Regions from separate parts of the Mus musculus genome. Here regions 1, 2, 4, 5 and 6 are each linked to region 3. A link is a contact called in public promoter capture Hi-C data. All regions are on one chromosome and are shown on one strand. The core of a region is the stretch at or near the end of the contact, and the rest is flanking DNA. Distances in the headings are between cores, read along the strand shown. Region 1 holds the start of Plek2 (pleckstrin 2). Region 2 holds the start of Pigh (phosphatidylinositol glycan anchor biosynthesis, class H). Region 3 holds the start of Churc1 (churchill domain containing 1). Region 4 holds the start of Snapc1 (small nuclear RNA activating complex, polypeptide 1). Region 5 holds the start of Rdh11 (retinol dehydrogenase 11). Region 6 holds the start of Eif2s1 (eukaryotic translation initiation factor 2, subunit 1 alpha).

The links. Promoter capture Hi-C pulls out the DNA fragments that hold promoters and counts their contacts.
Region 1: a contact with region 3 is called in a promoter capture Hi-C map of hippocampal neurons, with 3 times the contacts expected there. The contact joins the promoter of Plek2 here to the promoter of Churc1 in region 3. A contact is called at or near these places in 2 of 39 promoter capture datasets (cranial neural crest and hippocampal neurons).
Region 2: a contact with region 3 is called in a promoter capture Hi-C map of pre-B cells, with 5 times the contacts expected there. The contact joins the promoter of Pigh here to the promoter of Churc1 in region 3. A contact is called at or near these places in 7 of 39 promoter capture datasets (the 3T3-L1 cell line, cranial neural crest, hippocampal neurons and 3 more).
Region 4: a promoter capture Hi-C map of pre-B cells shows a contact between it and region 3, with 3 times the contacts expected there. The contact joins the promoter of Snapc1 here to the promoter of Churc1 in region 3. A contact is called at or near these places in 2 of 39 promoter capture datasets (hippocampal neurons and pre-B cells) and 1 of 484 Hi-C or Micro-C datasets (B cells).
Region 5: a promoter capture Hi-C map of pre-B cells shows a contact between it and region 3, with 2.1 times the contacts expected there. The contact joins the promoter of Rdh11 here to the promoter of Churc1 in region 3. A contact is called at or near these places in 3 of 39 promoter capture datasets (hippocampal neurons, liver and pre-B cells).
Region 6: a promoter capture Hi-C map of cranial neural crest shows a contact between it and region 3. The contact joins the promoter of Eif2s1 here to the promoter of Churc1 in region 3. A contact is called at or near these places in 3 of 39 promoter capture datasets (the C10 cell line, cranial neural crest and maxillary cranial neural crest) and 1 of 115 datasets of contacts at active chromatin or transcription factors (large pre-B cells).

What each region holds. Positions count from the first base shown.
Region 1 is chr12:78,905,463-78,910,044 of GRCm38.p6, forward strand. It overlaps Plek2 (pleckstrin 2), which reads right to left and starts at 1,476. Exons shown (of 9, transcript NM_013738.3): 1 at 1,429-1,476. The coding sequence starts at 1,470.
Region 2 is chr12:79,087,900-79,093,047 of GRCm38.p6, forward strand. It overlaps Pigh (phosphatidylinositol glycan anchor biosynthesis, class H), which reads right to left and starts at 1,771. Exons shown (of 4, transcript NM_029988.2): 1 at 1,541-1,771. The coding sequence starts at 1,720. It overlaps 9230116L04Rik (RIKEN cDNA 9230116L04 gene), which reads right to left. Exons shown (of 3, transcript NR_110486.1): 3 at 806-2,086.
Region 3 is chr12:76,763,984-76,768,981 of GRCm38.p6, forward strand. Churc1 (churchill domain containing 1) reads left to right here and starts at 1,555. Exons shown (of 4, transcript NM_206534.2): 1 at 1,555-1,655. The coding sequence starts at 1,617.
Region 4 is chr12:73,962,828-73,967,908 of GRCm38.p6, forward strand. Snapc1 (small nuclear RNA activating complex, polypeptide 1) reads left to right here and starts at 1,670. Exons shown (of 10, transcript NM_178392.5): 1 at 1,670-1,919; 2 at 5,081. The coding sequence starts at 1,735.
Region 5 is chr12:79,190,282-79,194,875 of GRCm38.p6, forward strand. It overlaps Rdh11 (retinol dehydrogenase 11), which reads right to left and starts at 1,574. Exons shown (of 7, transcript NM_021557.6): 1 at 1,445-1,574. The coding sequence starts at 1,509.
Region 6 is chr12:78,859,677-78,864,540 of GRCm38.p6, forward strand. It overlaps Eif2s1 (eukaryotic translation initiation factor 2, subunit 1 alpha), which reads left to right and starts at 2,396. Exons shown (of 8, transcript NM_026114.3): 1 at 2,396-2,504. It overlaps Atp6v1d (ATPase, H+ transporting, lysosomal V1 subunit D), which reads right to left and starts at 1,962. Exons shown (of 9, transcript NM_023721.2): 1 at 1,743-1,962. The coding sequence starts at 1,783.

The sequences.
Region 1 (4,582 bases), core at 226-2,725, 2.1 Mb after region 3:
CACAGATATCTTGTAAACAGAGGATGAAAGGGACTTGAACCTTCAGGGCTAATGGGGCTGATGTAACCCAGTAAACCAATGAGGAGGACAGTTTTTTACCCTTCATCACCAAGCTTCCTGAGACTGTCAGCCCAGAACAGTAGCCAAAGGGCTCAGCCGCCAATACATATATATATGCATACATATACACACATATACATACATATGCATATACACATATACATATACATACACATACATATACATACATATACACACATATACACACATATACATGCATATATACTCATATACATACATATACACACATATACATACAAATACATGCATATATGTGTGTATACATATATACACATACACACATGTATATCTATATGCATACTATGCATGCTATTATACTAACATAAATATTCAGTATTGACATCAATGTTAAAGTAATTGTTTTAGAAGTTAGAGATCAAATCCAAGGTTTTCTGAATGCACCAAACTGTAAAAGTTCCTCTTTTAGGTTCTTTCGTTCATTTTCTACCTTGACCCTAGGCATCCTGGGAGTCCCACTGTCCCTGGTTGGACTCTTGCTTCTTCAACAAGGGTGATGAGGGAGGACTAAGGATGGAGTTCATGTCCTATCTAATACTCACCTACGCTAGACAAGCTATTTCGCCTTGCTGATGCTCAGTCTTGAGCAGAGAGAGAGAGAGAGAGAGAGAGAGAGAGAGAGAAGAGGGAGGGAGGGAGGGAGGGAAGGGTGGTGCCTTCTTTCCTTTCAAGCTGTAAATTGCACGGCATATCCATGGTGCCTTATATTTCAATATCATACTTAATTGAGACATGGCTGTGCATATGCATGGAGCACATACATTGGGTTGTCAATCATAGGCACGGCATGCAATGATCGCATAAGGGTAACTGGCAGCTCCATCACCTCAAACATTTATTAACGTTTCTTGGTGTTGGAAACATTTAAAATCCCCTTAGCTACGTGAGAATATACTCTTAACTGCGGTCAGCCACAGTTAACTCTCTACCACAGAAGGTCATTCCTACTTTCCAGCCGTACCTTTTAACTATGCTCTCTCCACCCTGCACCCACACCACTTTATGGTACTTTAATACAGTGTGGTGTGGTGTGTGTGTGTGTGTGTGTGTGTGTGTGTGTGTGTGTGTGTGTGTGGTGTGTTGCTGTGGACCAAATCCAGGGCCTTGAGTATGCTAACCATGGGTCCTGTCCCTGGCTTCGCCCTCAATTCCAGTAAATTGTTTTAAGAGATCCACCGGAGAGAGTAAGCCCTGAACCAAGCAGGACCAGCCTGTGCATGCCAGATCCGCTGGCCAGTGGGAGCACTTCGCCAGCTCGTCACCTTGTCCAACACTTGCTCGCCCCGCTGTCCCCACGGCCACGCGGGCGCGAGGCCAGAACACACTCACCCTCTTGACGAGGAAGCCTTCCTTGAGCACGCCGTCCTCCATGTCGCCAGTCCAGGTGAGCTGTCCCCGCGCTCCACCGCCGACGCCGCCCGCGCCCAGGAAGCCACTCCCTCCCGGAGACGCCCCCTGGCGCACATCCAGTGCCAGAGCCTCCCGCCCTGCGGGCAGGAAGTCTGGCCCGGTCGGGACTTCTGCTCCGACCTTCCCACGCCAGGTGCCCAGTGTGCCAACCCTACCCCGCACGGCCCGCGGTGATCGCCCAAGAACACGACCCTGGACCTCTGTCTATAGTTCTGAGCCTTTCCTGAGAGGCAGAGGAGTGTATAGAGCAAGTACGAGAATCTCAAGTTTAAGGTGACTGGCATAGTCTACAGAACACATTCTCACCTCAATGTGTACATCACACCATCCTCATCTCAAAAGCAAACAACCAAAAAGAATCAGATTTTAGCAATTCTGGGTGAGTTTAAAGAGCGTGCAAAATAATCGAGTCATCCGTGTAAGTCATATTGTAATACGATATTTTAAAATAAAAATTAACGCCTATGATGAAGAAAATATCCCGATAGAATCAACACAACGTTCTACCACATCATGTTGGCACCTGAAACAAGAAAACGACAGTGGTGCTGATCTGCATAGAATCCCTGATATCTTTGCTCAGCAGAGGGAACACCTGCTAGGCAGGACAAAGGCCCTGGGGTGTCTGGATTAGAGAGAGAGAGAGAACTGCCGGTAATGGAAAGACAGAGATGCCCTTCAGTCTGGCTCCCAGCACACCCTAGTGTCCCTATGCTGGGCTCTGCCCCACATGCCCCTGCGGTCTGTGACAAACATACATCTTCACCTGTAAAGCAAGAGATCTGGCAGTGTTGTGTTGCCAGGTAACAGCTTCCTAGATTTTAAATCCAAAGACAACAGAGGTTCCATTCTCTTTCCAATAGTGCTAGGTTTTATTTGCAATTATACCCCAACTCCAGGAGGCAAATAATGTGTTTTCCAGGAAACTGAAACTTGAAGCCATTGAAGTCACTCGGAACCATATCACACCAGGGCATTGGAAGAAATCGTGCTTCCGAATACCAGAAGGGCTCAAACCCAGAGTAGGAGAAGCTGGGAAAGTCAGATCCTATACCTGTCTACTCCTTTTAGGAGGCATGGACTGGGCCTTTTCTTTAGAAAACGGGTTCTTAAGTGGGTTCTCTGAAAGGGGGGAAGTTGGTTTTTTCTCCTGGTGGTGTTTCTCCCAGGAACAGCTAAGGCGCTTCCTTTGAGGGAAACCCCTGTCCCAGCCCACCCCGTCTGATTCACTGGACCTTCAGTGTGACTCACCTCCTCTGTCTTCCCCAGTCTGTCATGACTGCACCACCAACCTACCAAGGAACCGCGATGACATAAACCCAGCTCAACCAGAAGAAAACAGACAGCAGGAACGCTTGGACTTGGGGAGGAGGAAGGAACCTCCAGACTCAGGCAGACACCTTTTAGTTATGAAGGGCCAGGCAATGCCTATCACGTATCAGTGAGTAGAGAAAGCTGTTAGATGAGTGTTTGTATGCAATGACTCATAGCCTAATGTGAATTAGAGAGTCATTCCTTTGGCTTTGGATAAGAATCCTCTGTTTACATCCAGTAGATCCTTATTCACAATGAGCACTTTGGCTTAGTGAGTTTGTCAGAATGACCACCTATCCCTGGAGAATCAGAGCTGGAAGTGTGGGTCGAGGCAAGACAAGTCTCAAAGCCCACCCCTAGTGACACTCCCCCAGCAACGCTGCCTCATTTTTTAAAAAATTGAGCCCTAACTTTTTAACTTCCAATAGCTAGCAAGCAACTTAACCAATCACTAAAATGGTTCAAAAGGATGATTTCAATAGTTACATAAAATTTCATTATGACTTTGTCATAACCTATTCAATCACTTCCATACTGGCTGATTTAGCTGTCTTGTATTTGTTACCTTTTTTTGAGGCAGGGTCTTATTATATAAGCCAGGCTGGTCTTGCACTTAAGATTCTCCTGTCTCCGGCTGGAGAGATGGCTCAGCTGGTAAGAGCACTGACTGCTTTTCCAGAGGACCTGGATTTAATTCCCAGCAACCACACGGTAGCTCAACAACAACAACAACAAAACGTGCCTGTAACTCTGGTTCCAGGGAATATGACACCCCTCACACAGATATATGTAGGCAAAACACTAAAGCAGATGAAATAAAATAAATAATTAAAAAAACATTAACAAGATCCTCCTGCTTCAGTCTCCTGGGTGCTGGATTCGAGACCTGTGGTAAATCCTCACTACTAAGCTTCTTCCCAGACAAGCCCCCATCCCCACCCCTGTGATCTCCTCACCAGCATCCCAGTCTCTACACCAGCATCAAATATGTATTTTTTTGAAATCTGCTGATTTCCTCATGAACCAGAGACATAGGCTGTGTCATCTGTCAGGATGAACCCTGCTTCCTGGAACAACTTCCTGTGGACGTGACTGAGAACTGGAAGAAGCCTGGGCCAAGGAAGTCCCAGACAGGGGCAGTGGACATAGGGAAAGGGGGACATATGGCATCCGAGATCCTACAGTGTACCCAAAAGCACTTGAATAGGGTGTGTAGCTCAGGTACTGGGTTTGGTCCCCAGCACTGTAATAACAACAACAATAACAACAGCCCACCATAAATCAGGGATGGTTCATGGTCTGTCATCCGACGTCATTGCGTTCATTCACTTAACAGCAGGAGACGTACATTGAGTGTGTCAGAAGTACAAAGCACAATGTTCAGTGAGCAGTCTGCAGATGTTCCCCTGGTCAGTCATCAGCATAAACACAATGAATGTCACTTAGTGACATAATAAAGGCAAATGAGCCAGGCAGTGGTGGCACACACCTTTAATCTCAGCACCTGGGAGGCAAAAGCAAGAGGAACTTTGAGTTTGAGGCCAGCCTGGTCTGAAGAGTGAGTTCCAGGACAGTCAGAGATACACAGAGAAACTCTGCCTTGAAAACACAAAACAAACAATGGATAGCTAAGTAAACAGACAAACAAGCAGACAAAGACAAAAAAAAAAAAAAAATTGCCAAATCATGACTCTGCCCAAGCTCATCCACTAAACTACGGAAGGAACAGGGTGGCTCTCAACCTACTTGGATTCTGCGG
Region 2 (5,148 bases), core at 521-3,020, 2.3 Mb after region 3:
AACAACAGCACTTGTGAGGCAGTGACAGGTGAATCTCTGAGTTACAGGCCAGCCTGGTTTATACAGTGAGTTCAAGAACAGCCAAGGCTACATGGTAAGACCCCAACACTCCCCATCCCCCCAAAAAAGAATAAAAATCCAATTATATTAAAAATTTTGGGGAAGGACTAGGTCAGTTTAATAACTTCAACTGACCTGTGAAGACACTTTTAAATATAAATTGGTAAAGATTAGGAGTCTTTTAAAAAATACTATTTGTGTTGTGTTTGAGGCAGGGTTTCACTGTGTAGCCTTGGTTTGTTCTGGAGCTGGTAATGTAGACTGATGTAGCCAGGCTGGCCTTGAATTCAGAGATGTTCCTTCCTCTGTTTCCCTAGTGCTGGGATTAAAGGTGTGCACCACCACACCAGCCCCTACTATTTATATTTATTTATTGTGCAGAGGTCAGAGGACAATTTTTTTGAATCCATTCTTCCCTCCCATCATGTGGGTTCTGGGGATTCGGCTTAGGTGGTCAGGTTTGGCATTAGGTGGTCAGGTTTGGCATTAGGTGGTCAGGTTTGGCAGTCGCTGCAGTCATCTGATGAGCCATTCATTCCCCAGACCCTCAGTGAGGGGACTTAACTTCATCTATGAAAATCTGTGCAAATTATGATGCTCTGCCACACACTTTGATAGCATAAATGTGATTGAACCAGGTATGATGACACACACCTTTGATCCTAACCCTAGGGAGGCAGAGGCAGGCTCCACATAGAGCCTTCCAGTCCAGACAAAGTAAGAATAATAATAATAGCAAAAGAATAGAAAAAAGCTAAGGGATGTTTTAATACAAACAATATGAAAATTGCAGAAATAAACAGTTCTGGTGTACTGGCTCTATTAAGATCACTCCTGGAATAATATATTCATTTTAGGGCTATACAGGGAGTTAAAACAGAACAGAACATCCTGAACAAAGGCCAATCGGATGACTCTTTTTGCTTGGGAACTGTCACAAAATAATAGCAGTTGACCTTCGCAATATTTTGAACCATTAATTTCAACTTAGAGATGTTAAAAATGAGGCTCGGGGGGAAAAAAGATTAGAAAGTCTGAAAACTGAGCATAGAAAACCCTCGTGTCTTAGACCTGGCAACACTTTAGAAAATGCACTTAAACTGGGGAAGGGTTGGGAGAGGGGATGGTAGTTGACCTGGCCTTGAGAAACAGATATTAGGTGGAGATTCTGTACTGCACAGTTGTGGAGGCAAAAACTTTTCTGTAATTCTGTCGCACGCCTGCTATCCGTTGGCTTTGGTACCCAGTAAGTGATGCGGGAGGATGCACTGAGTTCTCTGAGGAGGTTATGTTCCATGAATGAGCAGGGCAAGTAGGTCCACTGTGGTAGAACGTCCAGAAGCACAAACTTCTCGGGGAGGGAGGGCAGTCCTGCCGTGGAACGGCGACCCTGATCCAGGGAGTCCCCACCCTCCCGGACCCACGGGTCAGCCCCGAGACCTCTCCAAGCTGCCTGCGCCGGCCGAGCGCCCGCCTTTACCTCGCACAGGGTGAAGAGCCCGTAGGCCGCCAGCCACACCGCGCAGGTGACCGCGGTGAGCGAGCACAGCGACAGCCGAGCCGAGCTGAGGCCGAACTCGCGGCAGTACGGTGAGTAGTAGCGGCACCGCAGGGCTAGGCGGCCGCCGCAGATATCGGAGAAGCTCTTCTCGTCCTCCATGGCCGCACACACCTGAATGTCGCGCCGCTCTAGCCCACCCGGAGGCTCGAAGTCTCGTTGGCTCCCGACCATCCCGGAAGCGGCTGAGCCCTGCCTGTCCGCGCAGCCGTAGTCGCTCACTGAGAGCAGGGCTGGGACTTGCAGCAAGTTCTCCCAGTTTATCCTTAGCCCAAACTCCCCAGAACCGCGGCACCAGTTTTGGGCAGATTAAGATCTCTGTTCATTTGACTGACTCATTTATATTGTTACGCCAGAAAGACTCCCCCAAAATGGTCTGCAGGTGTAACCATTCATTCATTCATTCATTCATTTCCCTGCGAAGGGATTTTAGGTACTGAAGATTTCTGTCTCTACATAGCTTCTTTCCTAGTAGGAAAAAAAAAAAAAAATAGACGTAACTTAAGTAGTGTTATTGACAAAAATGTTCAGACTAGTAGAAGGTCTGGGCAGCTTTAAGTAAAGGTCTTAAAGGTCTTCGCCATTAAACCTACAAGGGCCACACTGTTCTGTGGGGAGTTGGGGTGGAGGTGGGGGTAGTCTCCAGAAAGAAGGACCAGGAAAAAACAAAGTTGGAGGCTGGAATGGGTTTCAGTCACAGGAATCAAAAAACTAGCAAGGCTAGGATGCATGGGAAGAGAAGGTAGGCTTTGAGTTGGGCAGATGGCTCAGCTGCTAAAGAGTATATTAATCCAAAAAAAAAAAAAAAACGAGAGGAGAAAGACCGCCACCCAAATCATCATGACCAAATTAATTAAAGCAAGCTTTAAAAATTCACATACACGGGCTGCCTCCTCCTGAGATGGGGTTCAGCTTTGGATGTGAAGGCAGGCTTTTATAGCTCAGGGATAGGAAGGTTTCCAAATGAGGGGTTTGTCTGTCAAAATATAGTTATAGGAGCAGCACACAAGCATAGCAAGTAAGTCCCTCTGGAACAGAGACACAAGGTTGCAAAGATGGGCCTAACAAGGTAGCTATATAACCCTTTGAAGCAAAGGTCAGGTTGCAAGATGACTATAAACAACTTTTTGAAACAAAGACGTGATTGCATTCTTGGAACAAGCAGTACAGAACCATTTGTAGTTAAGGTCACAGGTGGGGCATAGCTCAATCCTTGAAAAACAGGTTTACTCATAAACAAGAATGAACCTAGATTGTCTTCACTGTAAGATGACTTTCAAGCCTAATATGGAAGCAGGCTGGTTCTTCAAGTACTTATCACTAGGGAAAGGTAACTGGGGGAGCCACTAATAGATGCTGTTTGCCAACCATATATTTGCATGGATGGAGCACTACTGTGGCAGTGCACAGACAATCATACTTCTGATGATGTAATTATTTCCACTGTTTTGAATTTATTCTTAGAACTTGAGTCACTATAAATATGAATAATGGAGAAACAAATGTAATTGAATAATCCCACTGAGGACTCCACAGGCTCAGGCTGGGCTCTTCAAAGCTTTTCTGTGGAGCTCTTGCTTTAGGATTTGCTTACACTTGGATTTCGTAGTTCTAAGACTACTGTGTTATGAGCCTCCCAGGGGCCCTGCAGGGAAAGCAACCAGCCTCCGAGGCTGACGACTTCAGTTCGAGTCATGGGATCCACATGATGGAAAGAGAGAACCAACTGCCACAAGTTGCCCTCTGATTGCCACATGCTCACTAGCCATGGCACGCCTAATAAATACACAGATAAATAAATAGTTTTATAAAGGAATGCTGTCTTATAGCTTTTATTCTGTTTGATTTTGGCAGAGGTGTATTTTGAAAGAAGGTTTCACGCTATAGCCAACCTGCCTCCAACTTGTGATCCTTCAGCCTCAGCTTTTTCTGAAATGCTGGGGGTGTGTAAATGGTCCATGTGAGAAAGTTACAGGATATCATGTATATAAGTCCCAATTAAGAGTCCTTACTGGCCAGTGACTATGACCAGCCTCAAAAAAACTCTTGGCCCCGAAGCTATGGTGGTATATAGCCTTTTAAAGGTAAACCTCATGATGGCATCAAGTGTAGGTCACAGAACTGTAACAATTGCTTGGGCTATATATTCAGATTAAGCATTTGAACCATGGTCAGGGTCATGGTAGGTCATAAATGTGACACCAAGGCCGACATGACTGTTCACAGGTTTAGGGAGCAAACATTAAATGGAGTTAGGGTAAGATCAGGACAAGATCGGGACTATTGTCTTAGTCACTTCAATTATGCATTTTAAGATATATGTGTCTTAGTTACTTTTCTATTGTTGTGACAAAATACCATGAGCAAGGCATGTTATAAAAGAAAGCATTTAATTGGGGCTCACAGTTCCAGAGGGTTAAAGTTCATGACCATCATGGAAGGGAGCATGGTGGCAGGCATAGCACTGTTGATTGAGAGCTTACATCTGATCTCTAAACAAGGGAGAGAGAGTACCAACTGGAATGGTGTGGGCTACTGAAACTTCAAAGCCAGCCCCTAATGATACATCTTCTCCAACAAAGCCACACGCCCCCTAATCCTTCCCAAATAGTTCCACCTACTAGAGACCAAGTGTTCGAACATATAAGACTATGGGGGGCAGGGGACATTCTCATTCAAACCACCTCAGTAAGAAAAGTCTAACATCTATTTCATCTCACTGTTGGTTTTGTTAATTGTCTACTTCATTTAAATTGAGATTTTTTTCTGGGTCTTAGAGGGGCATGTGTGTATGTACATGTGTGCATACATATGTGTGTACAGGCATGTACACTTGTGGCAGAGATTGAACCTAGACCCTTAAGCATGCTGGTGTTTTGTTTTGGTGTTGTTGTCTGTTTTGTTTTGTTTTCCTGTCTCTTAGTATAATGAGAGGCTTCCAATTCAAACCTGGGAATATAGGATTAAGAAAGCTTAGGCCTTATTTAAATCTTTGACGTCAGAACTCTTCTGCCACTACTATATCAAGGAAACAGGTCCCTATCAACACCAGGTAGAGGTAGAAAGAAGTCCAACCTCCTCACTTGGCCTGTACTAATGCCTGGCTGGGAAGGTGGTGTTTGTACTTGGCTGGGGTGCAAGTCCAGGCAACCTTCCTGTTCTCCTCTGGGGTATGAAAGTCCTTGCTGCCCCCTAGTGGCTGGGTGGGGCAAACTTTAGCCCTGGTGAAGGTGAAGTTTGGGTTTCTCACTCAGCCTTTGCTGACAGAGCTAAAAGAGCGAGCAACGTTTCCTGTGGTACTTGGCAGGAGTAGTTAATTGTCTGAAGTCTTCTCTCTTCCTAGGCCACTCCTTTGTTTGCCCTTTGGCAGGAGGAAGCAGGTTTTCCTTCGTGCATTTTGTGTGTGTGCACATACCAGCCTCACCACACGGCTCTTTCTCTTGCATCTGGTTTAAGATACACAAGGAAAAAGCAAAATCGTGGAGTGAACCATTCTGTCGACTTCTCAGGCCCAGAATCCCTAGGCAGTC
Region 3 (4,998 bases), core at 305-2,804:
TAGCCCTGGTTGTCCTGGAACTCTATCTATAGACCAGGTTGGCCTAAACTGCACAGAGTTTGGCCAGCCTCTGCCTCCCGAGTGTTGGTACTAATGTCATGTGCACCACTGCCCAGCTCCATTTTTTATATAGAGAGATTTTTCATTTTACTTTTATCTGTTGACAGACAACTAGGTTGATCTTAATTCTTGGTAGAGTAAATAAATCAGGAATAAACACAGGGGTGTAAATATTCCTATGTGTTCTGGGTAAATGCCCAGGAATAGAATAACAGGTTCATATGGTGATTCTAGTTTTAACTTTTTGAGTAGTCACCAAACTGATTCTACAATGTCTGTATTTTAATTTGCACTCCCACCAACAGTGACTAACAGTTCCTTTCTCTCCACATCCTTCCCAGCATTTGTCATCAGATTTATTGATGAGAGCCATTCCGACAGGGGTGAGAGGGTATCTAAAAAATAATTTTAATTTGCACTTCCCTGATGTTTGAGGACAATGAACACTTATTGGCCATGTTTTGTTTTTTTTTTTAATTTTGAAAAGTGTCTATTCAATTCATTTGCCCATTTATTGACTGGCAGTTTTGTTTCCTTGGTATTTAGTTTCTGCAATTCTTATAAATTCTGGATATTTGCCTCTTGTTTGAAATATGGCTGGTAAAGATGTTTCCCATGCTGAGGACTGTTTTTTTCTGCTAATTGTGTCCTTTGCTGAATAGAAACTTTTCGTGTAGTCCGTTGATACTAAGGGTTAGTTTCTGTTAGTGTTAGTGTTCCTGTGCTAATTAAAAAGTTCTTGTCCAAAGCAGTGTCTTTTTTAAAAAATTTACTTTTATTTTATGCACATTGCCTGCATGTGTGTTTGTGTTAGGGTGTCAGATCTTGGAGTTACAGACAGTTGTGAGCTGCCATGTGAGTTCTGGGAAGTGAAATTGGGTCCTCTGGAAGAGCATTCAGTGTTCCTAATGGCTAAGCCATCTCTCCAGCCCCTCCAACCCAATATCTTGACAACTATCCCCTATGTTTTCTTCTGGAAGTTTCAGTGTTTCCTGTTTTAGATAATGGGTTTTGATCCATTTTTGAATTGATTTTTGTACAAGGCGTATGATAAGAATCTAATTTAAATAATTTAGTAGGTTCTCGACAGCGCTCTAAGCTTCTCTTCCCAAACACCAGCTTACTCCTTCTCTGAAGTCTGATCTCTTATCTGTTATTATAGCACAAAATGGTATTTAAACTGTCATTTCAGGTTTTTTGAGTCTGGTAAAAATGGAGGCAAGAAGAAACAATTCCCCTTTTTGCTGTACTTCTGTAATTCTTTTTTAATCAGAATTCAAGAAGGCGCCTATTAGAAGTTCTTTCAGGCTCAAAGCCTCTTCCTCTTTTCGACACTTCTTTGAGTCCTCAGATCTTTTCAATACCTGAAGATTTTTGAGTCCAGTCCTCGGTGCACCCTCCTTACCCGGAGACCGCCTAACAACCGTTGCTATGGGCGGAGACTTTTAGCCAGCTGTGGAGTCCTTAGATCGTGTGCGACAAAATCGATATCTCAACTCTCGCGAGGTTTCGCCTTCCGGGTGTCGCTGGGGTCGTTCTCCGAAAACTGCGTGACGATGTGTGGGGACTGTGTGGAGAAGGAGTACCCCAATCGGGTGAGCAAGTGGGCGCGAAGAGCCTCTCGCAGGCTCGGTGTTCGACCGATATTCCTAGACAGGCCAGGGGCCCACTCTGCAGTCCTGTCACCCCAGTGACCCTGAGTACCGGCCGCAGGTTCCCTCTGGTGGCTGACGTCAGCGGTCCTTCCGGTTCTGTTGCTGGGGACAACGGGGAACCCTCAAAATTACCTACCCACCCAAATTGACAGCAGCCTCTGAGGCCCTGACGCGATCCCGGCTTCATCCTCCAGCTCGACTTGATGGAATTCTTTTTACCTCATTCTGTCGCTGAATGAACGTATGAGGTCATTTTAAAATCCACCTTTTTTGAGACAGGTTTTGTGTAGCCCAGGCTGGTTTCGAACTCTCTATGTACCCGAGGAGGATTTTGTTTGACTTTGATCCTCCTTCCACATACCTCTTGAACGCTGGCATTACAAGCGCGCGCCACTGGGCTCAATTTAGAAAATGTTAGGGATGGAAGTGAGAGCTTGGTGCGGAGGCAAGCTTGCCACCGACTGAGCTACACTTCCAGCCTCTGGTTCTAACCCACGTTTGAAGATGGCAGAACTGGTCCCCAGAGAGGACCTATCACCTGCCCAAGTATGAGAGCCGAGACTAGATTGTGATCTCCCTCTCCGCCTCGTCCCGTTCTCTTTTCCTTGCGCCTTCCCTTTCCCCTTCCCTTCTTAGCACTGAGGCCTGACCCCAGCATGTGTCCCTACCAGGCAAGCACTCTGCCAACAGAACTATACCCCCTGCTCTTATTTTAAGCCTTTGCGCCTCTCGGGCTTAGGAGGTTTTGAGGCTTGGCTCTTACTGTTCTTTCAGGGAATCACTACTGCACGTTGATGTGTGTAGAGAGTGCTTGGCTGCTCTGTGAAGGAGTGACTGCCAAGGCTCTGGGGCTGCTTCTGGGCTTGCAATTTGGGGGCATAGGATTGACAGGCTGCTGTTTAAACGTAGTGAAAAGGAAGATTGAGCAGGAATGGGGCTGCGGTGTTCTCCTTCCACATAAGGTGGGTTTGGACGATGATTTAGAGGAGGAAGGATCTGCAGGACAATAGCAAGATGAAGGACCCTTGAGTTGGCTGGGAGGGAAAACATCCTCATAGTTCTTTCTCTTAATAGTTTGTGAGTGATGGGCACACACCTCTAATCCCAGCACTGGGGAGACAGAGGCAAGCAGATCTCCAAGTTCAAGGCCAGCCTGGTCTATAGAGCTAGTTTGAGGACAGCTAGAGCTACACTGAGAAACCCTGTCTTGAAAAAACAACAAAAACCCCACAAAAAGAAAACTTCTTTTTTGAGTTATATGTAAGTCTTTTGAGATTGTTATGTTAGAGGAATTTTCATTATGGTACAACCACTTTGGTTTATAAAGTCATTACCATTCATTATCAAATTTAAATGTCCCCTGGAATGACACAGAAGTGCTTATCCCGGAAAAATGCACGTGCTCTCATCTCCTGGCAACGTGTATAAGAATGCTTGTAAGATCATTATTTGTCGTAGGCCAGAGCAAAACTCGTGTTCGTAAAAGGAAATGTCTTAAGAGTAGGGTTGTGGGCTGGAGAGATGGTTCAGCGGTTAAGAGCACTGACTGCTCTTCTGAAAGTCCTGAGTTCAATTCCCAGCAACCACATGGTGGCTCACAACCATCTGTAATGGAATCTGATGCCCTCTTCTGGTGTGTCTGAAGACAGCTTCAGTGTACTCATATAAAGAGTAGGGTTGTGAGTGTGAATTAGATTTAGAGTATCAGCTCTCAAGTGGAAGCGGTTTGGCAATATCTAGAGACACTTGATTGTCACAGTGAAGGCGCTCCTTGGCATCTAGTGGGTAGAGACCGAGTATTATACTGCAGTGCACAGGACAGCCATCTAACCGAAGGTCTGTATGCCCCAGTGTCAGTAGTGCAGACGTTAAAGAACCCAGAATTACAGCAATGGGAGCACTAGAATCAGATACAGCAGCCTGACTTTAGTCTGACAGTATTGGCGAAAGAACACATGAAGTGCAGCTTTAAATGAAGCAGACTAAATTACAGTAAGACTTTCCTGGTTGGTAAAACAAGAAGTTACTCTAAAGACATTGTGTTGATGGCTGCTAGACAGAGTATGATCGAGAGTGGTTATATAAGGGGCCAGAGAGATTGCTCGGTGATTGGTGCTTTTGCAAAGGACCTGGATTCAGTTCCTGGCATGGCAGCTAGCAACTGTCTATAACTCCAGTTCTGGGGATCCAACTGTCTGGTCTCCATGAGTACTAGGCAGGCATTGATATACATGAAATAACTGTAAATCTCTCAACAACAAAAAGTCGGAGAGAGGCTTCTGGAATATAAGAAGTGGGGGTTTTTTGTTTGTTTTTTTTTTGTTTTTTGTTTTTTTACATAACTGGTGGTTCTGCTGTTTGCTTATAATTATTGTTATGTTTCTGCTTTTATTATTTTTCTATATTGTTTTAGTTCATACTCTTTTTTAAAATTTATTTATTTATTATATGTAAGTACACTGTAGCTATCTTCAGACACTCCAGAAGAGGGAGTCAGATCTCGTTAACGGATGGTTGTGAGCCACCATGTGGTTGCTGGGATGTGAACTCCAGACCTTTAGAAGAGCAGTCGGGTGCTCTTACCCACTGAGCCATCTCACCAACCCTCATACTCTTTTTTTTAATTAGGTATTTTCTTCATTTACATTTCAAATGCTATCCCGAATCCCAAAAGCCCCCCCCATACCCCCCCTTTTTTTTTAATCTAGAAAGGGGTTTTTAATGAGTCTTAATGATGGCCATTGCACACTGGGCACCATGAGGGAAAGTTTCCTGTGGAGGTTATTAACAGAGTTGTTAGGGGCTAGAGAGATAGCTTAGAAGTCAAGAGCATTTAATACTGCAGCAGAGACTCCAAGTTCGTTCCCACCACTCCGGCGGCTCACAGCAGCCTTTAGCTCTGGCTCAGGAGATCCAGTGCTCTCCTCTGGCCTCCACAGGCACTGCACTCATTACTTAGACACAGACAAAGACATCTACACGGTTTTTTATCTTTAAAAAAGACAGTCGGTTCATTCTTTTCTTCCCCTGCCCCCAGAAGTAGCAAGATAACTTTATTCCGGGGAAAATGCTAGTACAGATTAAAGGGAGATGCACTGGGCTGGCACTTGCCCGCCAAGCCCACCAATCTGAGTTCCATCTCTAGGACTCACACAGGGAAAGACCAAGTACTGCAAAGTGTCCTCTGACCTCCACATGTAGAGTAAGTGTGCGCCCGCAAAAGGAAAAGATGGAACAAGCAGAGAGATAGACTGTCATTGGCATTGAAGAGAAAGGACAGAGA
Region 4 (5,081 bases), core at 420-2,919, 2.8 Mb before region 3:
TAAGCTTTAAAGTTGATATGAAAATTCAAATTTGATTAAGTCTTCTGTATTTTGTCCTTACAAAGTAGGTGGAGATGTGATTGTAGTGGCTTTGTTTATGATAGCAAAATCTGGAATTTATATAAACTCCAAGAGGGAACTGTGGGCAAATTGTGTATTAATTCAACAAAGTATTAGTGTTAATTCAACAGTGAAAATAGGAACTATGGCTGCAAATAGCAGCACAGATACATCTTGAATGTTTAAAAATATTTTGAAGAATATGAGTTGTAGATTGCAATTCTATTTTCATAAAATTAAAAATCAACTATAGCTGGGCGTGGTGGCAAACGCCTTTAATTCTGCACTTGGGAGGCAGAGGAAGGCGGATTTCTGAGTTCGAGGCCAGCCTGGTCTACAAAGTGAGTTCCAGGACAGCCAAGGCTATACAGAGAAACCCTGTCTCAAAAAAACAAAAAAAAACCCAAAACAAACCAAAAAACCCACTACAACTAAAATATATGTATACACACTGGACATCAACTTCTGGCCTCCACATGGGCCAGGAGGTGTGTTCATGAAAACACACACACACACACACACAAACAAACCATTACAAACAATAAAATAAATGCATCCATACAAGCACATCCCAGAATACCTTTTCTAAAGATTAGTGTGCCTTCAAAACAGAAATACAGTTCAAATACAGAATGCTAACCCGTAACAAGCCCCTGGGAGAAGCTAAAAAGTGGGATTTCTAGAGAGCTACTTTAGCCAAACAGTATATCAGACAGTGTGCTAGATTGTCAGAGGCAACAACGGTAGGAAACAGCAACTGCTGCCCAGAGTGGTTGCATATTACTTGGAGAGCCACAAATTAATCACTCAAGTAAGCATAGACTGTAGGGGATCTTGGCAATGAGGAAGAACCACGGGAGTTCCTTCCCTAACAAGTTCTCTTTAGATCATCTTCCCACGTGGAGGGAGGTTAGGGTGGTTGCTACTGTAGAGTCACTTTAAAGAAGACTGGCAGGCTAAGTGTAGTTTACATAAGTCAGGAGGCAATGAAGACCTCAAATCCTTTTGGGGGCTGTTAGTTGAGGCAGAGGCAGGCGGATTTCTGAGTTTTAGGCCAGCCTGATCTACAGAATGAGTTTCAGGACAGCCAGGGATATACAGAAAACCCTTTCTCGGAAAAAAAAAAAAAAAGAAGAAAGAAAGAAAGAGAGAGAGAGAGAGAGGGAGGGAGGGAGGGAGGGAGGGAGGGAGGGAGAGAGAGAGAGAGAGAGAGAGAGAGAGAGAGAGAGAGAGAGAGAGAGAGAGAGAGAGAGAAATCGAGTCTTCATGTCCTATTGATTAATAGTTAGCAGGCACTACTATTGTTTTATCTACCTACTTATCTAATTTGAAGGTCTTATTTATTTATTTATTTAGAGGGTCTCTCTATGTAGACCTGAAACTCGCTGCATACACCGGACAGGCTTGTAAATCACAGAAATCCTCCTGTCTCTGCCTCTCAAGCACTGAAATTAAAGGCGTGTATCACACCAAGTTCGGCTTCCTAGACTAAAATCACCTTGCATTTACGCACGCGCAAGAAGCGCCACAGGCGCCAGGTAAGACCCGGATGAAGGCGGGGCTTGAGGTCCCGGATAGTACGTCACGGAGTGCGCGTACGTGATGTGACGTGACTGGGGCGGTGCTACAGGGCCTTCTGGGCATTGGGGAAGCCGGGTCCGGGAGAGAGTGAGCATGGGGACTCCTGCGGGCGCCGGGACCCGTCCCACGGGCGCTGGAACTGTTGAAGGCGTGGGGATCCCTCCGGGCCTGCAGACTGACTACGAGACGCTGCTCAGCCGCTTCCAAGAGATGGACAGCGTGCGCTTCGAGGACTTCACGGAGCTCTGGCGCAGCATGAAGTTCGCGACCATCTTCTGGTGGGTGTGCCTCGTCCTCCTACCCTGTCTCTCCTGTGGGGAACGCAGCCTGCATCCCCGACCTCCGCCTTGGCGGTTTCCGTGGGTCGCCCTTGCACTCTGCTGGCTCGGCCCTCTGCATCTCCACCGCCTCCATCCGAGGCCAAACCTCCTCCAATCTTGATTGCCGAATGAATCCGCGGTTAGAAACAAAGTATTCCCACCGACACAGGGTCCTCTACGAACGAATTCATTTAGCATGCAACAACTGACGTTGCAAGTGCAGGTTTGAATCTCTGTGTATCGCCTTTAGTTGGATAAAGCCTAGATTCAAGCCAGTAGCTGCCTTTACCTCTGTCCCCAGCCTCATCTCCAGTGCCCACACCTTGCACTCACTCTCTTGGCTCGAGTTGCTTTTGGTACTCCACTGGCGTTTCCTAGCCTGGGAATTTTCCATCTCCTTTTGCTTGTCCACTTCGTCAGTCATTTTTGAACCCAAATGACAGTTCTTTAGGGAATTCTTTTGGCCTTCGGGACTAAGTGAGAGGCTCGAGTTCTGTCTACCCCCAGCACGAAGGGCTTATCTCACCGTCTAGAGTATATTTCATAATTAGAGACGCAGTCTTGGATAACGGTGAAGAGTGGAGATGATGGGTCTTGGGCATCAGGATTTGAATACAGCTCTCCAGTCCCCCTCCCCCAGATCTGAGACAACCCTTTTTGTCTGTAAACTAGATCATGATAGTGTGGGAATTAAATGAATCAATATATTAGCTGGTTCGACGTGTGAAATTAATGTTCAGAGTTATTACTACTCTTTGATTTCTCCCTTAGACTGAACTTAGTGAGAACAGCCATGTGATTAATGTGGTATTCCTTACTTGTTTTTGAGACTTGCCCTCATTGTGTGTAGCTTTGGCTGGCCTGAAACTTGCCGTTATACCAGACTGGCCTTGAGATCTGCCTGACTCTTCCTTCTAAGGTCAGGCATTCACCACCTTGCCCACGTTTGAATACGGTGTTTGTATTAATTACCATACCATATAAATTCTTGAAAAGGGTAAATGATTGAATGGAATCTTAATAGATCTTTTGTTGAATAAAATAGAACTTTTTATATTATTGATTTAGACTATTATGTAGATTGTCAGTTATTACAAATTAAGGTGTAAATTACTACAGGTGATGAAATTAACCTGCTCTGGGGCAGCACTCCTCTAAGCCCAGAATGTGGGGAGAATGCCCAGAATGTGGGGAGAATGCCCAGAATGTGGGGAGAATCAAGGCCAGGAGTACAAGGCCATCCTAGCTACAAAGAGAATTCTGCAGGAGACACTGTCTCAAAACCCCAAATAACAACAAAAATTATTTATTGTACAACTGATATTTTATGTAGCTAACTGTAATGGATTCATTATCTAATATACTTAACTTAGAGCTCTGAAAAGCTGGTATAAGTGTTCCATGTTTTAGAGATTAGAAAATTGAAGCTTATAGCCGGGCGTGGTGACGCACCCCTTTAATCCCAGCACTTGGGAGGCAGAGGCAGGCGGATTTCTGAGTTCGAGGCCAGCCTGGTCTACAGAGTGAGTTCCAGGACAGCCAGGGCTATACAGAAACCTTGTCTTGAAAAAAACAAAAACAAAAAAAATAAAAAGAAAGAAAATTGACACTTAGAGGAAGTTAATTTTATCAAGTGTGGTATCAGAGGCTTATTAATTAGAGCGATCAAGAGGCAGGAGAATTGCAAGTTTGAGGTCAGCTTGGGCTGGAAGATAGAGACCCCATCTTTAAAAAGAATCTAAATCTATTATGTCTTCCTGTTTCCTTTTAAAACTTAGTTTAAATTTATTTATTTATTTATTTATTTATTTATTTATTTATTTATTTGAGACAGGGTTTTACTATACAGTCCTGGCTGGCCTGGAAAGTACCATGGAGATGGATTAAAGGTGCCATCACCTTGCACAGCCTGTTGTCTTGTCTTTTCTGTTTTTAAAGTCTTTCACTGTACTAAAGAGGTTGGGGTAACTTTCCCTCCTTACCCCCCCCCCTCCCTTTTTCCTGATAGGGTCTTTCTGTGAAGCCCAGAGTGTCCTAGAACTGAGTATTCTAGGCTGGTCTCAAACTCACAGAGTTTCCCCTGCCTCTGCCTGCTGAGAGCTGGGATTAAAGGCGTATGCCACTGCAGCCCAGTTGGATTTTCTTTAGGAGTCATTTTGGTCTCCACACTACCTACCATAGGTCTTTTGTGTTCTTTTACTGTACTTATTATTTTTATTGTTTCCTCTTCCATTTGTAATGAGATGTAATAAATTATATTAACTAAGGTGCTTAGGTGTTTACCATTTTGTTTTGCTGTTATTAATATGAAAACCACAGCATATTTATAATTATATGATGTATTTTGAGGCATTTTAGCTAAGGTTGTATTTGAAGGTTGACTTTGTGACAGTCTGTACCTCTTGTCTCCAGAGTGCTGGGATTACAGTCTGGGCCACCACCCCCAAGTTCCTGTTTTGTTTTGAGACTGGATCTCTTGTAGCCCAGGCTGGCCTTGATCTCAGTATGTAGCCAAGGACAACCTTTTGACCTTTCTCTCTCTATTTTCCAATTGCTAGGGTCTCTGGAGTGTGCTGTTGTGTCTGGCTTTAAAAAACGGAGAACATTTTTAATCTGCCAATTTAAGGCCTGTCACAGAACACTCGGATGGTATGCTCAAAGTCGCTTTCACTGTTTCATCGCTCAGACTTCCTTTTGTGCTCTGATGAACGGGAAGATGGGTTAGGTAGTGTTAGCTCTCTCTGACTTTCACTTAAGGTTCCCATGGACAGAAAATGATGAAAATCCTGGAGACTACTGGGGAAATGTATAGTATAGATTAAAATACACAGAGTGTTGAGCCTGTAAGAGCATGGTTATTTCAATATTGAATGTTTTAAATACTCAATATGAGTTTGAAGCTTTTTCTATAGTCATCAGTTTGGCAGCAAGGCTGGTGTTTTGGTGGCAGTGTCATGGTTACCTGACAGTGTGTGGTGTCGAGGACAGTAGAAAATAAGTTCTTTTTGCTTGAGTCACAAGAGGGTCGGGTGTGGGTTCTCCGTCTAGTTCCTAGGGGCTGTTTACAGAAGGATATGCCATATTTATATAACTGGAAATATTTCCTCTTTGTTTTGCAGT
Region 5 (4,594 bases), core at 324-2,823, 2.4 Mb after region 3:
GGATGAAGCACAAACACAACCCTCAGATTTTCCTCTTCTCTTCTCAATTTTAGGACTAAAAGGATCTGTTGACTCAGAAGTGCGTTTTTAAGGAGCATTTCAACCATTCCACTAAACTTGTTATCTGCAAGCAGCCACTACTTAAGACAAACTAACTTGTGGTACCCAAAGGAACCTCTCTCTCCTCAGCGATCAAGGCCCCTGGCTCTGTGTCTCACGTCCCTTCAGACTGAACTTCAACACTGACAAATCCTGGGGACCAGGAATTGGCTCTTCCTCCTTCCTCTGTCATCATCGAAAACAAGAAATCAACTTTGAAAGCGCAGCTCTGGCCCCACTCTCCCATGCTGGCTCCAACGGGGATAGTAGAGTCCTTAGAGTGCTCGCTTCTAAGACACATTTCACTGGATGTAGCTCCGGTTCATGTTTTGTTGAGATTCTATATGGATATGAAGATCTTGTGGTAAAAAGAAACCCAAGTTTTTACCTGAGTACAAGGCCCATGTGTGCCTACTTATGGGAGCTGTAAGTATTCAGAGAGGAGAGGGGAAAAATGAAAGTAGCCACCAGAGAGAGAAGAAAAAGCAAAAAGAGTGGGAAGTAGGTCTTGGAAGAAAAAATGTTGGTCATGGTAAGAAATGACAGAAGGATGGCACAGCCTCAGCTCCAATAGGAACTATGGCCACGCCCAGAAAGAAGGTGGCGTTTATTACTGGTCCACCGTCACTCCTGGTGACTTACTCAGAACCAATCAGTGGACTGCCCCTTGTGGTAGCCTGCCGCTGATTCTCAGGTGATTACACACACCTCCAGGTTTGGGCTGACCTGACACTTAATTAAGAAACCATCCTTTGACCACGTGGTTCTTCTCCTGGCTCCTAGTAATCTAATTAGGGCAAACAAGCACGTGTTCCTACTCCGAAGGACAATGAATCTTCCCCTTCAGTTGTCACAAACACCTAAACAAGTGAATAACGGCAACAAGGAAGCATGCCCCAGATAACATTGGCATCGGGTTCAGAGAGCAAAAAGTGCAACCCTCCTGTAGTACCTCAAGGGCTGGAGACAAATAGTTAGACAAAGGCTGGTTCAAAGCTTGGGAGTGGAGAAAACAGTTAGAATCTAAAGCCCGCCATACTCAGCGGCTTCCCGAAGCTAGAGAGCAAATAGTGCTAGAGGAAATAAGGTAGGCCAGAAAGAGCAATACAGGATGATGGAGACCTGGAGCGCTTTTACGACCACCTGGGGTCTGACGTCTGGCCGTGCCCACATCCAGGGCACCAGGATCTCGCCTACAGTCCAGTAAACTCCAGATCTTTGCTACCTTAAAGGGCTTCTCAGTCCTTTCCTAGTCTTTCTTTACGGGGGCTAGGGAGAGGGCTTCAGTAGGGATTTTTTATCTTCTCTAAAAGACCTGGCAAGAAAAAGCAACATTCGCACAGACCTGATTTTTGGCGTGACCAAGTACAGGATGAAGGGAAGAGAGAGCAGAAGCAGGAATCCGAACATCTCAGCACCACCGAAGCGCAGTTGAAGTTGATGCTCTAAAGAGGACAGCGGGACTTATGGCTTCTGATCCTAGACACACCCCGGTTCAACTGCAACCGCCAGGGAGCAAAGCCCTCTGGGAAATGTAGTCCTGGATTTGGCGGCCGCCTGGCGGTGATACATTCAGAGTATACTTCCAAGCACTATGAAAAGTTGAATAACACAACCGTGGAGCAATGGTCTTCAGTGGTCCAGGGCCTAGGCCTGTGGGATCGTTGAGCCAGCCCTTCTACCACTCCTCTGGCCACTAATTGACTCTTTGGAAGTCTCGCGGGTTTGCTATCTCCTGGAGCCCAAGTCCAGTGTTTGGTTCAATTTTCCCCAATCATTATTAGGAAATTACATTTTGTCTGGGAGACAGCGTCTGGAAAGTATTCTGAGGTTAATTACAAAGGGCAGGAGCCGTTAGTCGGACAGTTGGTGTGGCGGAAGATGTCCTTCCTCAGAGATGACCTTTGCCCTATGGGGCAAAGCAAGTTAAGACCTCCTAGAGAGTCACGGTTGTGTGTACTTCGATCTATGATAGTATCCTTCATAATTTCCCAAGCCCTTGGTTGTTATTTGATAATAAAATAGTTTCTTGGATGACTATATCATGTATTACTCTTCAAGGAAACAATGCATTTCTCAGATTGGCACAGTTGGTTTTATCACTTTGTCAAAGAGTTTAATCCCGTCTTGAACTAAGGCCAGGAACATTTCTTTGGGAAAAGGCAAACTCCCTGTTCAAACTTTTCTTTCCTTTGAGGTGTACCTCATGGGGATAAACATGAGTTATCATGTTTAACAAGTTTTAAAAGTCATTGTCTGTGGTTTCCCACCTTCACTATTCAGTTTCTGGTTCATTTGCATAATTAATTTCCATTCATTGGAAGATACCTGTTCCACAGTCAAGTTGGAGCCATATACTGTATAGCACCTGGGAAGAAGACATATTCTTACAGATTTAGTATTGGATTATCTAGTAATCATCAGCATTTAACGCTTTCTTAGTGTCTAGTATGTAGAGAGCAGCTCACAGCTCAAAGAAAAAAGTCTTTTACGTATTCTGTTTCTTATTCATTTTATACATGTTTAACAGTATTTCTACAATAAACTGGTGTAGTCTCTGAGAGGTGACACAGACAGCTGTGAAGTACTGCTTCAGGAGTTGTCAAAGCTGCAGCTTTCTCCTTCCTGCTTCAACCTTCAGCCTTCTTGAGACAACTCTTTGGGGATCAGTGAGAAAGAAAAGAGAGAGGGGGTGGTGGGGAAGAATTATAAACACACACACATACATTCACACATGTGACAGATAGAGCAAGGCTCCAACCATTTTTCATACATACATACATACAGACAGACAGACAGACAGACAGATATATACTTACTTATATACATATACACATATACATATACATATACAGACAGACAGACATATATTTATATACACATTCACATACACATATACATATACATACAGGCAGGCCCACACCCAGATAACTTTCTAGTAGCATATTGATGACTTGCTCATAGCTGCCCCAGATGAAGAAACTTGCTGTTTGGCAACTTATGCCTTGCTCAGAGAGTTAGACCAGATGAGATATCAAATGTCTGTGAGGAAAGTGCAGCTCTGCCAAAATGATGTAACATACCTTGGGGAAAAACCAAGGCGGGGGGGGGGGGTGGACAGGCAACATCTGCTATCCCAGGCTAGCAAAGGAACGATTCTCAACATTTCAGTCCCCAAGACCTGGTATCAAATTTGTGAGTTCCTGCAGTCTCTGAGTACCAGGATTCACAGAGATTGCAAAGCCTTTCTACGAGGCCACTAGGGGGCAGGAGAGTGTCTTAAACTGGACTCCCCAAATGGACAAAGCTTTTCAGTCTCAAGGAATGAACTACTTGAAGCCCCAGCACTTGCCCTGCCAGACAGCTACAAGCCTTTCAACTTGTATGTAGATGAAAACAAAGGCATAGCCAAAGGGTATTGATCAGACCCTGGGTCCTTGGAAGAGACCAGGTGCCTATCTGCCTAAGAAGTTGGACCCTGTCTCACGAGGCTTGGCCAGCTTACCTACGTATTGTGGCAGCTGCTGTTTTGCTGGTCAAGGACACAGATAAAACCACCTTGTGGCTGACGTCATTTTTCTTCACCTACAATCCATAACCTGGGCACTACTCCTCTGGCTTTGCCACATAAAACTCCTGGTGCTCCCAGTCAGAATGGCTAAGATCAAAAATTCAGGTGACAGCAGATGCTGGCAAGGATGTGGAGAAAGAGGAACACTCCTCCATTGTTGGTGGGATTGCAAGCTTGTACAACCACTCTGGAAATCAGTCTGGCGGTTCCTCAGAAAATTGGACATAGTACTACCGGAGGATCCCGCAATACCTCTCCTGGGCATATATCCAGAAGATGTCCCAACCGGTAAGAAGGACACATACTCCACTATGTTCATAGCAGCCTTATTTATAATAGCCAGAAGCTGGAAAGAACCCAGATGCCCCTCAACAGAGGAATGGATACAAAAAAAAAATGTGGTACATTTACACAATGGAGTACTACTCAGCTATTAAAAAGAATGAATTTATGAAATTCCTAGGCAAATGGATGGACCTGGAGGGCATCATCCTGAGTGAGGTAACACAATCACAAAAGAACTCAAATGATATGTACTCAATGATAAGTGGATATTAGCCCAGAAACTTAGTATACCCGAGATATAAGATACAATTTGCAAAACACATGAAACTGAAGAAGAATGAAGACCAAAGTGTGGACACTTTGCCCCTTCTTAGAATTGGAAACAATCACCCATGGAAGGAGTTACAGAGACAAAGTTTGGAGCTGAGACAAAAGAATGGACCATCTAGAGACTGCCATATCCAGGGATCCATCCCATAATTAGCCTCCAAACGATGACACCATTGCATACATTAGCAAGCGTTGGCTGAAAGGACCCTGATATAGCTGTCTCTTGTGAGACTAGGCCGGGGCCTAGCAAACACATAAGTGGATGCTCACAGTCAGCTATTGGATGGAGCACAGGGCCCCCAATGGAGG
Region 6 (4,864 bases), core at 1,146-3,645, 2.1 Mb after region 3:
GATTCTAGCCTCCCACAGAGACACAGAGACCCTGTCCTGGTTGATTACCTTACGAAGAAGGGTTCTCTCAGATCCCTGACACATTTATGAGTTAGATAAACTATATATTCAATTAAAAACCCTTTTTCTTTCAAAGAGAGGTCTAGGATCTATCAATCAGATGTCAGCTAAAACCAGTATTTAGTTCTCCTATGGGCTTTGAGTTTTGTTTGTTTGAGGCAGGCATGGTTATTTCTACTTTTAGGTGCTGGGGATTCAACCCAGGGCCTTTTGTATGCCAGGCAAGAGCTCTGCCTCTGAGATATTACTCAGTGGCATTACAGTTGGGGCTAGTGGCTGGGGAGTGGGGAGGAGAACTGTGGTCATCCTAGGATATGTCCTTGTGTTTCCAGAAGCCACCCTGGAATCGGATGTCTCAGTAAAGTTTGGATGGGGCCATTACATGCTGGCTTTGGGATCACCCTAGGGTCGTCCTGATCTTTAGCTGTTTCACGAGCACTGCACTTCCCCACAGCTGGCAGGTTTGTACAGTTAGTATAACTTGCCATTTCAAAGCCATTGGGGAGAAGGTTAAAAGTGTTTTGTTTTGTTTTTAAATAATTAAACCCTTTCATTCACTCAGAGCTACATATACCCTGGCAGAGACAGAAACTCATTCTGTGGTTTAAATGAAACTATTTAAGAGTCCTTGGGTCTATAAGTAAAAAGGCATAGGATAAGGTAAACAATACAGTCTGTCTCTCTCTCTCTCTCTCTCTCACACACACACACACACACACACACACACACACACACACACACGCAAAACCCTAAACAGGCCCCAAAACAGGACCACAGTGAGAGACCTAATTATCAGAATAAAAACTGATTTCCTTCTTCAGGAACAATTGAAGATGAGAGCACAAATACCCTTTTCTTTCCACAAGTTATTATATGTATTTGAGAAAACTTCAAGTTTTCACTTCATCACTTCTCCTAACAAGGATGTTAACCCAAAGCAGAAAGGCGGCCTGTAACTGAGCACATCCCAAGCAAGGGTTCAAGGAACAATTTTCTGTGGACCTTCTATGCATTAAAAAGATGCCTCCTTCATCCAGGAGACAGCCCAAATAAATACCCGCGTGACAGTGTCATGAGTGACACTTGCTAGACGTAAAGAGTGCAGTCATCACAGGGCTATAGGAATACCTCAGAAATGCAGGGATATCTTCCCACAGCAAATAACACTTGACGGGATCCAAGACTGAAACCTACAGCTGCGAGAGGGTGACACATTCAATGTCACTTTGGCTGAGGGGCCTTCTAGCTGCTTCCCTGTCACATAACTTCCCGTCTGGGAGCTTTGGTCAGACCTCAGCGTCTACATCTCAATCCTCAGCAATGATGAGCCCTGGGAGGTAGAGATGGCGCCGACGGCTCAGTTATGTAAACTCCGTGTGTGGCTCAAAGGGTGTGCGGAATGAGTGAGTAAAGGCATCGACCTCCAAAAGCTGCCAGCAGGTGAACCCCCTTTTCCTGTGGACTGGAACCACTTTCTCCGGCCTCTTCTCTCAGAAACAGCAGGGGAGGGGAGCGTTGGAAAGAAACCTCGCTCGGAACTCAGAGGAAACGAAGACCCTGGGGAAAGCTCAAGGAGCGACCCAGAAACCAAGGAACCTTGCTGGTGGCCAAGGGTACGCAGGAATGCGCGCCGGGAAGATGTGCCTGAACACGGTTGTCGCTTGTCCTAGTCTTTAACTTACATTCGCGAAGGGAAGATTTCAATCCGGTCTTTGCCCGACATCCTGACGGTGACTCGGCTCGGGCCCCCCGGCGAGACAATCGGGACCGCAACACCTCCAGAACCGGTTACCCCAGTGCCCGCCTCCACGGGAGTCAGCTGACCGGGTCACTTGACAACTGCGTTGCTAAGAGGCAACCAGGAAACCGGTTCCCACTTCCGGTTCCTGTTGGGCGAGGACTGAGGGAGGGGGAGGAGACGGAATGCCCGGATGTGGAAGCGCGCACAGTCCGGAATTCCGGGTCTCTCCACCGCCCCTCCCTCCGGCGAGTCGCCGGCACCCAGCACGCTCTGAGGGATGGGTCAGGAGAGGATCACGCTCCTCCTCTTCCTCGGCTTTCCGCCATTCGTCACAGCGCCCTCTCTTGGTTGACTAAAACTTAAAGCGATCATCCTGGAGCAAGAAACAGAAACTTACCTCTCCTTTAAACCTAGCAAGTTCCCTCCGCAAAAAAATCTATAAATACCAGGGGCAGTGACTCTTCAGCTCGTCCCTTGGTTCACACCGCCCATATTAGGAGGACCAAGACTCTATGGTTAGTGGCAACGAAGGATCCTTTTCTGTCGGCGCCTGCGCAGTGAGAGGTGGCTCCGCATGCGCGCTGGGTTGGGCGAAGCGCACGCTGAGGAGCTTCGGCGTCCGGGGTTGGTGTTCCGAGTCTCCTCGTTGCCACTAAGCAGCACGGCGTGGGACCCTACTTCGGGATTCACACATCCACTTCAGGTGACCGGCCCCGCAGCTTGCTCTCCCCGAGGATTCGCCTTGGTTTTGTCCAGTGCGGCTAGGCCCCGGGCTACCCCCCCTTTCCCGTTCTTGCGCGGGAAGTGTCTGGACCCCGTCGCCACCGCCCGCTGGTGATTTCCTGCGCCCTCTCGCCAGCCGGTGTCTGCTCCTGCGAGCCAGAAACGTGGCTGGACGGGCGGAGGAACCCCTGAAGGAACGTGGGCCAAGTAGATTTTTACAGCCTCCTTAAAGATGTCTTGTGGTGGGGAGGCCTCTGGAGAACCCTCGACTCCAGTCCCACTCCTAGTTCAAGACGATTGCTTTTACCGGACCGGAGAATTTGGGCTTTTTTTTTTTTTCTTTCTTTTATCCTTCTTTTCAGCCCCAAGATACTGCCAAAACTTTTCTCTCTGTGGAGACTGAACTTTTCGCCAAAGAAACAATAGGATAAACCACCATATTTAAGTTAAAAAAAAGTCCAAAATGGAACTATTAGTGTTGAGGTCGTTAAGTTTTCGCTCTAGCTGTGCATTTCTGTATGAGTGAATTCCTGGAATTTAAAATCAGCTGTTGAAGTTATTTGCCCTGTTTGGGTAACTGCGAAAATAAAACTGGAGTTTTGTAATTATGGACGCTGAAAGCGTAAAACTTTAGAGTTAAGTGTGTACTCGCATTGGGGCTCTTAAACACCCCCTTATATTTAGGATGCTTTAATTTCCACTAAGGAACAAACATTGTTTCTTGAAGAAAGGGTACATCAGAAAAGTCTTGATTTTTCTCCTCCTCAAGTTGTTGTTAAAGAGGTGGAGACCCTCGACAGTTCATCAAAAATGTCAGTTATGAAATTGTAGTGCTTTTTCTGTGCCTATGATGCCAGATGGTGGGCCCTGATTCTCAAAAGACTTAGTTGTACTAGTAAACTTTAGAGCTGAACAGCGTTTTCCCAGCGTGGTACATTTTATTTTGGAATGTTCATTGCCCATATCTGCTATGGTGACATGACAATGTACCGACTCTAGAAGTTAACAGGGGCAAAATACTAATAATGCAAGGTATTTGAAACTAGCTTTGAAGTGTGTTTTTGTTTGTTTACATCAGAACACATACAGTCTGTATGGCATTAACTACAGAAGTGGGATCCCTTGTGAGAGGTGTGAGGTACACATATCTTTAATCCCAGCACTGAAAATGCTTGAGGCCAGCCAGAGCTGCACAGTGAAACCCTGTCTCTAAAGGGGGGGTGGGAGAGCCCTTAACATTGTCATACTGTGTGTGATACAGGGAAACTTTGTGGATATCAGATTTTGTGTTAAAGACTTGAGTTTAGTTCTTGTTTTTAGTGTATATTATGTATCTGTCTTTGAAGTCACTTATATTTCTGTTCCTTGGTTTCCTGTTAATACTTTTTTGGGCCTTTTCAGAACACCTTGTAATCCTAATTTGTTTTCCCACTAGTACTTAATTCCCTAGGGAGGGATTTTTGTGTCAGAATTGCTTAATACTAAGTAATGACTACCCCCAAAATTGTTTTAACAGATTAAATTGCAAAATGAAAAAAGTCAGAATGCTTTGAAAATTATCAAAAAGGACTGAATAAATTCTTGATTTCTGTTTTATTGACAGAAAAAAAAAAACATGGGCTCTTTTTTAAATAATTGTTTTTATGAATTGATTTAGTCAATCAGCCAACAAGTAAGTTCTTTGTGACACGAATCCCTTTGTAGTTTCAGAATACTTTCTTTCTACTGTAAGTAATATACCATTTCATTATTTACTCCATATTCTGCAAACAGATTTGTGCCTTTTAAAGTAGTGGCCATGTTTCCATTCTGTGTTCTCTTACCCTGTTGCCTGTAACCTTTAACCAGCTGATGAAGACAAAAAGCATCACCTTTTTGGATGCTACTATTTGGAGAAATTTGCTTAATAAATATGACTAGCAGCTTTTAAATCTCCTAGCATTGTTAGACATTTTTCTACAGTGTTTATTTTGATGCTTACTTTGGAAGTCTTTGTTTAATTCCCGAGTTTTCTCTATACAGATATTTGAAAGCATTTGCATTCCCTCCCTTAAGAGAAGCTCTGTTTAAAAAATGGAACTGCTGTTTCCAAATGAGTATTCTAGCTGAGTAGATACTTTCTTTTATTTACTAAATCCCTGTTTTGTTGAGCAGAGGAGAAATGAATCCGCCACATGTTACTTTTAGATAAACAGTACTTTCACTTCTGTCCTGGTAGTTTGGCCGAGTATGTGATACATACGTCCAACACTTGAGTGTCTATCAGGGTTACTTTTTGATCGTGTTAGATGTTGCTAAGATATTTGTTAATATAGTCTAATTTTAAGAGCACAAATAGTT